2 separate regions of the Mus musculus genome follow, and region 2 is linked to region 1. Evidence: chromatin contacts called from public Hi-C data. All regions are on one chromosome and are shown on one strand. The core of a region is the stretch at or near the end of the contact, and the rest is flanking DNA. Distances in the headings are between cores, read along the strand shown. Region 1 holds the start of Pip5k1bos (phosphatidylinositol-4-phosphate 5-kinase, type 1 beta, opposite strand). Region 2 overlaps Pip5k1b (phosphatidylinositol-4-phosphate 5-kinase, type 1 beta).

Region 1 (2,967 bases), core at 144-2,643:
TACAAATTACTGAAAGAATACTTTCCGGTTTCATTTTGTTTCCAGCATTTATGGTCAGGAACTGAAAGCCACTTATTTCATATGATTTAATGTTTTTTATTCCACCATTTTTTTTCTGTATCTACTATTTTCTCCCCATTTATAGTCATGCCTGTAGAAGCACTCTTCGGTCATAGTTACACCAGTAGAGATACAACAGAAAGCAAATGTGCCATGCCTCCTTTGGGTTACAACTTTCCAGGTCATACTGATATCAAGAAAGGGGAGCAGATTAGGCATATCCCCAGGTAGTAATGGGGGAAGCAACTTCGCTTCCCATGCCTGCAACCTCCAGCATTACCATATAAGGAAGGCTGGGGCGTCACTGATTTCTGCACCCCGCCCCCCGAGCTCCAAAAGAGCAGTATTGAATTGTTTTTGGAATTGTTTAAGACCACAGATGTCTGAGCTACCAACAAACTATTTAGGACTCTTCCCTGGCAGTGATCACCACTTGGATGGATGTGAGATTGTTTGTAGACCCTTGAGACTTGATCCTAACAAACCCGCTTCCAGTGGCTCATCAGAATGGGATCCCTTGTGGTCCCAGTAGATGCATGACCTGCCGTGATAGCACAGAATGAAGAGTCTGGTCCATCATCAACTGCTCCCTTCAGGATGGCTGCTCCACCTTTCCTGAGGTACACAGTTAATCGGAATGTTTCCATAGTCCAGGCCTTTACGGACTGTGTGCTCTGTCCAACTGTGGTCATCTCCTGGCCATCTTACCACAGCCTTTGTTCAGAGCTAGCTCAGCACTCATGAACTCAATCACCAAATACAAGCCACTTCAAGGAACACTTCTGTTCATAATCAGTCATTTTATTAGAGTCCAAGGATACAGACGACCGTCCCAGCAACTAGGACATGTTGGACTAACAGAACAAAGCAATCTATTAACACTCCTCAGCCACGAATACGCTTTATTCAGTAAGCGACTTGGTAGCTGCTGGATGGATCATCTCAACACTCAGAGTCTATAGGCTATGGATACATATTCTGACTGTAGAGCTCCTTCCATGGGCAGGTCCCATGGCAGTAAGCATTCAGCATACACACAAACAAGGAGTTAAAATCTGGAGATTCCTGTGTTCTATTTTCTGACATGTTCCTTGGGCCTTTGTATAAAAGTTCTGCTCACTCCCCACTACATCCCCCATGGTGGCTGCTGTTCTGTGCATTCTGTGCCTCTTTAAATAGCCTAACCTGCCACCCCACCCCGCCCCACACACACACCTCCATCTTGCCTTCTTCTAGGCCTTGTTAGACACAGCCTGTGCCTGGATAGGATCCTTTAATCTTTGCTCCAGCCCTAGCATCTGATACGGGCTCCAGAGTCTACCTATGGTTGCTTAGCAACAGGCAGGCTTCTGAACTAAACACACACCTGATTTGGTTATCTAGCTTGAGAGAAACTTCTGCCATCCAGTTGGGTAAACGAATGAGCTTTTGAGAGAATGAACTAGTATGTGAACAGAAGTGAACGCAAGCAGCCTTGGCTTCTGCAGACCACCACCAACTAGGGCTGCCAGGCAGGTCAGCACCACAGCTGCTGGGCTCCAATGGAGGAGGTGTGGTGATGGGAGGGGTTCCATCTTGGCTGGGGGCCCTAACCGAGGAACAGGATTGGAAGTGCTTGTGCATCTGTACCACATGGTTCAGTCTGTATGAAAGGTAACCACCTGGTGTTGGGGGCAGGGAACCCCACACAATATGGAAATTTTCTTTCAAAGATTCAAAAAGGAACAAGGAAATGCAAATCTTTCCAGGACAGCTGCCCCTGAGCAGAGCTTAGAGCCAGAGGAAGGCTTAGGGCATCCTCCCAATCAGTATGTCCTCTTGGGCCCTCCTCTCCTTTCTCTGTGTCCTTGGTGATGATGGAGTTTGCTGAGACCCAATCCCTCACCTGGCACAGCTTCGCTGCCTGCAGCTGTTTGTGTGACGACGGCAATGGCACAGAGTCCCTTTGTTCTGTTTATTCTTATCTCTTCAAATCCGGTTCTTGAAACTATTTCAAGACACCCTCCTCTCCCTCAAACACAACAGCAACAACACCCCCAGTATACCTAAAGCCTTGAACCCACAGATGGAAAGAACCAAGAGAAACTGCCTTTCCACTCTGATAACTAAGAACAGAGGCCTGAGGGAGAGGCCAAGTCATACAGAGAATGCTTTCATTGGCTCCCAATCTCCAAATGAGGTCCTTGTACCTGTCCATTCACCCTGTTAAGATTACAGAACTCTTCTTAACCTGTACCAGACCAGATATGCCTAGGTTAGTCTGTTTCTCAGTCCTCTGAACAATCTTCTAAAGCCAAGAATTAGCTAAGTCAAAAACTTCCATAGGAGGGTTTCTCTTTCTTGGCTCGAGTGATATGTTAGACTGGATACTTTTAGGTTGTGGGGGAGAGTCCTGTATGGCCTCCATTTGCTCTAAGCAAGTCACCCCTCTTCCCCTGATAGGACACTCCCACATGTCTATAGACACTGCTAAACACCCACTGTTGAGAACCGTATTTTCATTTAAGTGTAAAACTTGCAGGGCCTACACTAAGTAAGTCATTTCTCTCTGTGGGTGACAATGCCACGTGAATACTTGCTCTACCGTCAGCATGCCTGCTGTCCTGTTCCCTGAACCAAAGGAATGTCCTCTGTCACAGGCTCATTAGAACAATGTTTGAAAACTGCACAGTTTTTTTAAATGACATCTTGTTACACAAAGCCAAGTGAGAGACACAAATGCTGAAGTGACAGCAAGTCCCAGGGCACAGAACCCATCACTTTGGTCCGATTCTGGATCTTGAAAAATGTTCTGGTGGTGCGTTGGCTCTGCTTGCCTGTCCACCCTCCTTCCATGGGCACAGGGACACAGTGGGGCTGTGTCCAACAGGAGATAAACTACACAGAGTTCTTTTCGCTCACCAGCAA
Region 2 (3,417 bases), core at 271-2,770, 37 kb after region 1:
CGTGAGAGGCTGGCAATGCATTCTTACCATTTTTATGGTAAGAACTTCAGTGGTGCAGGGCAGTGGTGGCGCACACCTTTAATCCCAGCACTTGGGAGGCAGAGGCAGGTGGATTTCTGAGTTTGAGGCTAGCCTGGGCTACAAAGTGAGTTCCAGGATAGCCAGGGCTACACAGAGAAACCCTGTCTCGAAAAACCAAAAAAAAAAAAAAAAAAAAAAAAAAAAAAAAAAAAAGAACTTCAGTGGCTCACAACCAATTTGCTGAGCTCCACTGTTGCCCTTGCAGCCCAGGTGTAACAGGAAGAGGGGCCATGACCTTGGGCAGTTTGCCTGAAGCCCAGGTTAGAGTGGGCAGAGCTGAGACCTGGCTCCTCCGAGTCATTTGACTTCAAATCTTATGTTCTTTATAGCATGGTAACACCCTGCCTTCTACTCCCCAAAGGAAACAACCCAAAGACTAATAAAAGTTACACTGCATTTCTAAATCCATAAATGCATCTGAAAGGTTAGCCTACAGTTAGTTTACATAATTATTTCATGTAAACCGTGTTCTGCATTACTGAGTCTGAACCTAGAGGGCGTTCTTAATTTCCAAGGTGGAAGGGGAGCTGGTTTAAAGCTACTGAAGGTTTTAGATGTTGCATTGTACCTAGGGGCCATGCTGGAGTACTACATGAGGAAGCCTACAACCCCCAATTCCTAGCTAGGTCCACATCTTTCGCTCTTTTTAATCTGCCATAGTTGGGTTTGAGGCAAGGTCAAATGATGGGGAAAGAGGCTAATTATCTAAGTAGGTCAGCAAAAATATACAAGAGGTGAAGGATTCTAAGGACAAGTACAAACAGCTCATTAGACACCAAGGAAGTGAGACTAAGACTAAGGGTGAGCTAGGCTTTATAGTCAGGGTTTTGTCCATCTCTGCGGCTGACCCTCTGTGACCTCTGGTTCTCATCCCCTTCTCTCCTACCATGAGTTGTGCTGACCCGGTAGGGAGTTCTGGTTTGGTGGCATTGCCAGGCTCCTCTGATAATAGCCTCACTTCGATCCTGATTGGAGTGAGAAGGGGATATCAGGGATTTAATCCTCCCAGTGTTCCTGCCCTCTGGAAACTGAGCTTCCATAAGATAGCAATATTTAAATGTTCTCACGCCATTCAGGCTGTATGTACATCCACATTTCCGAAATTCCTCAAAACAGAAAGCAGACAGAGTATGTGTGGATGTCACTGCTAATCATTTTTTATTTTAATCATTCTCTTTTCGTGTTCATTATGAAAACAACAAATAATCCCATTCTTTCAATAAACGTTTAATGAGTATCACATGTCAGGTAGTGAGCCTGGCTCTGGGGCCATAAGGACAAAGACAGGGCCTAATTCACTAGGAAATCACCACAGTGGGATGGAAGGAGAGAGGGAGGGAGGGAGAGAGGAATGCAGACAGCTCAGACACAGTGAGCCATGAGCTCTGCTCTGGATTTTTGCAGGAGGAACTGGGTCAGTCCAGTCTAGGGGGGGGGGTGTCACAGAACGTTCCATTTGCTTATCTGAGGAGCACAGACATTGAACAAAGGCGGTTTGCAGAGGACAAGATGAGAGCAGCTATGTGGGCAAGTACATAGTCTAGCTGGAAAGGGAGTACTTCCATAATCTGCCCCATGTGTTTGAGGAGAGGCACAGCAGCCCTCAATGGGGCTTTTGGGAACAAACAACAATAACAAAGATGCAGAAAAGCAGGGAAAAAAAGATTTAAAACTCCAATGGGTCACTCTCGAAGGCTTAAAGATTAGCAACAAAAACCACACTCAACTGAAAACAACCCTTGACATAATTTCTAAAGCTAGAACTGTCTACACTTTTCAGACTAGAAGAAAAAAAATAAAGCGTCTTGTTATATTCAGAAATCACATTCTTAGATTTTTTAAGTGAATAATAAAAAAGAGAGAGAATAATATCTGCATACACTTTTAAAGAAGTATGGAAAATCTGCATGCTATACATCTGCACAATGGAGCCCACATATACATACATATGTTCAAACATATGGTATGTAACATGTTTATATGAGAAGTTGTAAAAATAGAACCACAGGGTTTAATACTCAACGTAAAGCTCTCCTACATTATGGAGAAAGATAATTTAAAAGAAGCTTTGGTCTGTATTTCTAATATTTATATAACCGAGCCACTGCCAAAACCAATTCCAAACGGCAGCACCTGCTCTCTTTGAATCCAAATGAAGATCAATCAAAACAAATTGCAGGCTCTTCTATTCTCTCATAAAACACATTCATCAGCCCGCAGAATAGCTCTCACAAAGTGAACAAACAGGATGGCTTTAAATGGTGATAACAAAAGGCTCGGCATAAAACGAACCACTTGTAATTCATTTTCCCAACAAAGGTTATGCCGAAAGAATTCATAAGCCCTTTCAAAGCCGTTTCACCACAAGCAACCGACAGAAGAAACTTGCTGGCACAAACAGCTACGAGTCATGTGCTGTCCTCTGACCAGCATCGCGCTCGGTCTCTCATGGAAACACCACCACAGCCGGATATTCCCCAACCTCGCTTTTAAATCCTAAATACACAAAGACCTAATGTGTTTGTGCGCACTTGGCTGGCATGCCAGATGGAGGAAGAAAAGTCAGGAGAGTAAATACATATAAAGCCATGGCATGTAGGAAAGGCATATATTAACATTAAAATATCTTTAAAAAATATCTTCCCAGTCCCCCCTGGGGGATAATCACAACAAACCTCAAATGGTGACTCCTCCCATATAATTCTTCTATGTTCTCGCATTCACTTCTTATATGACATTTGACCAATGACTGATTTCAAAGTATCAAATCTTTATAGTATGGTGTATCTTCTCATTTCTTTGCCTTCTACACTTTGCTTTTGATGCCCCCTTAAGTGTCCATGCCCCAGAAATTGCTCAAGGACAAACCACAGGCATATAAAGTCAGTTATAAGCAGAAGACAAATGTTTGGTCTTAGAGTTAAATAACCAGGTCTTCTGCCTGGCTCTGCTCCTGATGCAGTCTACAAAGTACTTATAGGATGGGTTTGTCTTCTATTGAGAAAGGCAAAGCAGCATAGCCTCCCACAGGCCAGAAGATTACGATAAAAGATAGTTAGTTGGTCCATGACCCCAAAGAATTTCTAATGAACCAGTTGTCAGAGCCTCTGCCTGGTGGGAAGTCTGAAAGAACACAGTGGGGGAGTTGGAAAGACATTTGCGGGAGAGGATGAAAAATGTAGTTATGGGAAGGGAAACAATATGCAGGAGGGAAATGTTGAACTGGGAAATTTTTAGTGTTTTCCTATGACTCGGGGCTAATAATAAACTTGACTGTTATCTTAGTTGAGGTTTTTATTGCTGTGATAAAACTACAAGACCAAAAGTAAATTGGGA

What was found. Hi-C and Micro-C count contacts between places; a contact is called where the count stands out from the background.
Region 2: a Hi-C map of cerebral cortex shows a contact between it and region 1, with 1.5 times the contacts expected there. A contact is called at or near these places in 4 of 39 promoter capture datasets (the HPC-7 cell line, cranial neural crest, neutrophils and 1 more), 1 of 484 Hi-C or Micro-C datasets (cerebral cortex) and 3 of 130 datasets of targeted methods (CD8 T cells, double positive thymocytes and embryonic stem cells).

What each region holds. Positions count from the first base shown.
Region 1 is chr19:24,414,616-24,417,582 of GRCm38.p6, forward strand. It overlaps Pip5k1bos (phosphatidylinositol-4-phosphate 5-kinase, type 1 beta, opposite strand), which reads left to right and starts at 1,394. Exons shown (of 6, transcript NR_167769.1): 1 at 1,394-1,575. All of the region lies in intron 3 of Pip5k1b (phosphatidylinositol-4-phosphate 5-kinase, type 1 beta), which reads right to left.
Region 2 is chr19:24,451,166-24,454,582 of GRCm38.p6, forward strand. All of the region lies in intron 1 of Pip5k1b (phosphatidylinositol-4-phosphate 5-kinase, type 1 beta), which reads right to left. Among named protein-coding and RNA genes, the nearest start is that of Fam122a, 25 kb to the right of the region's middle.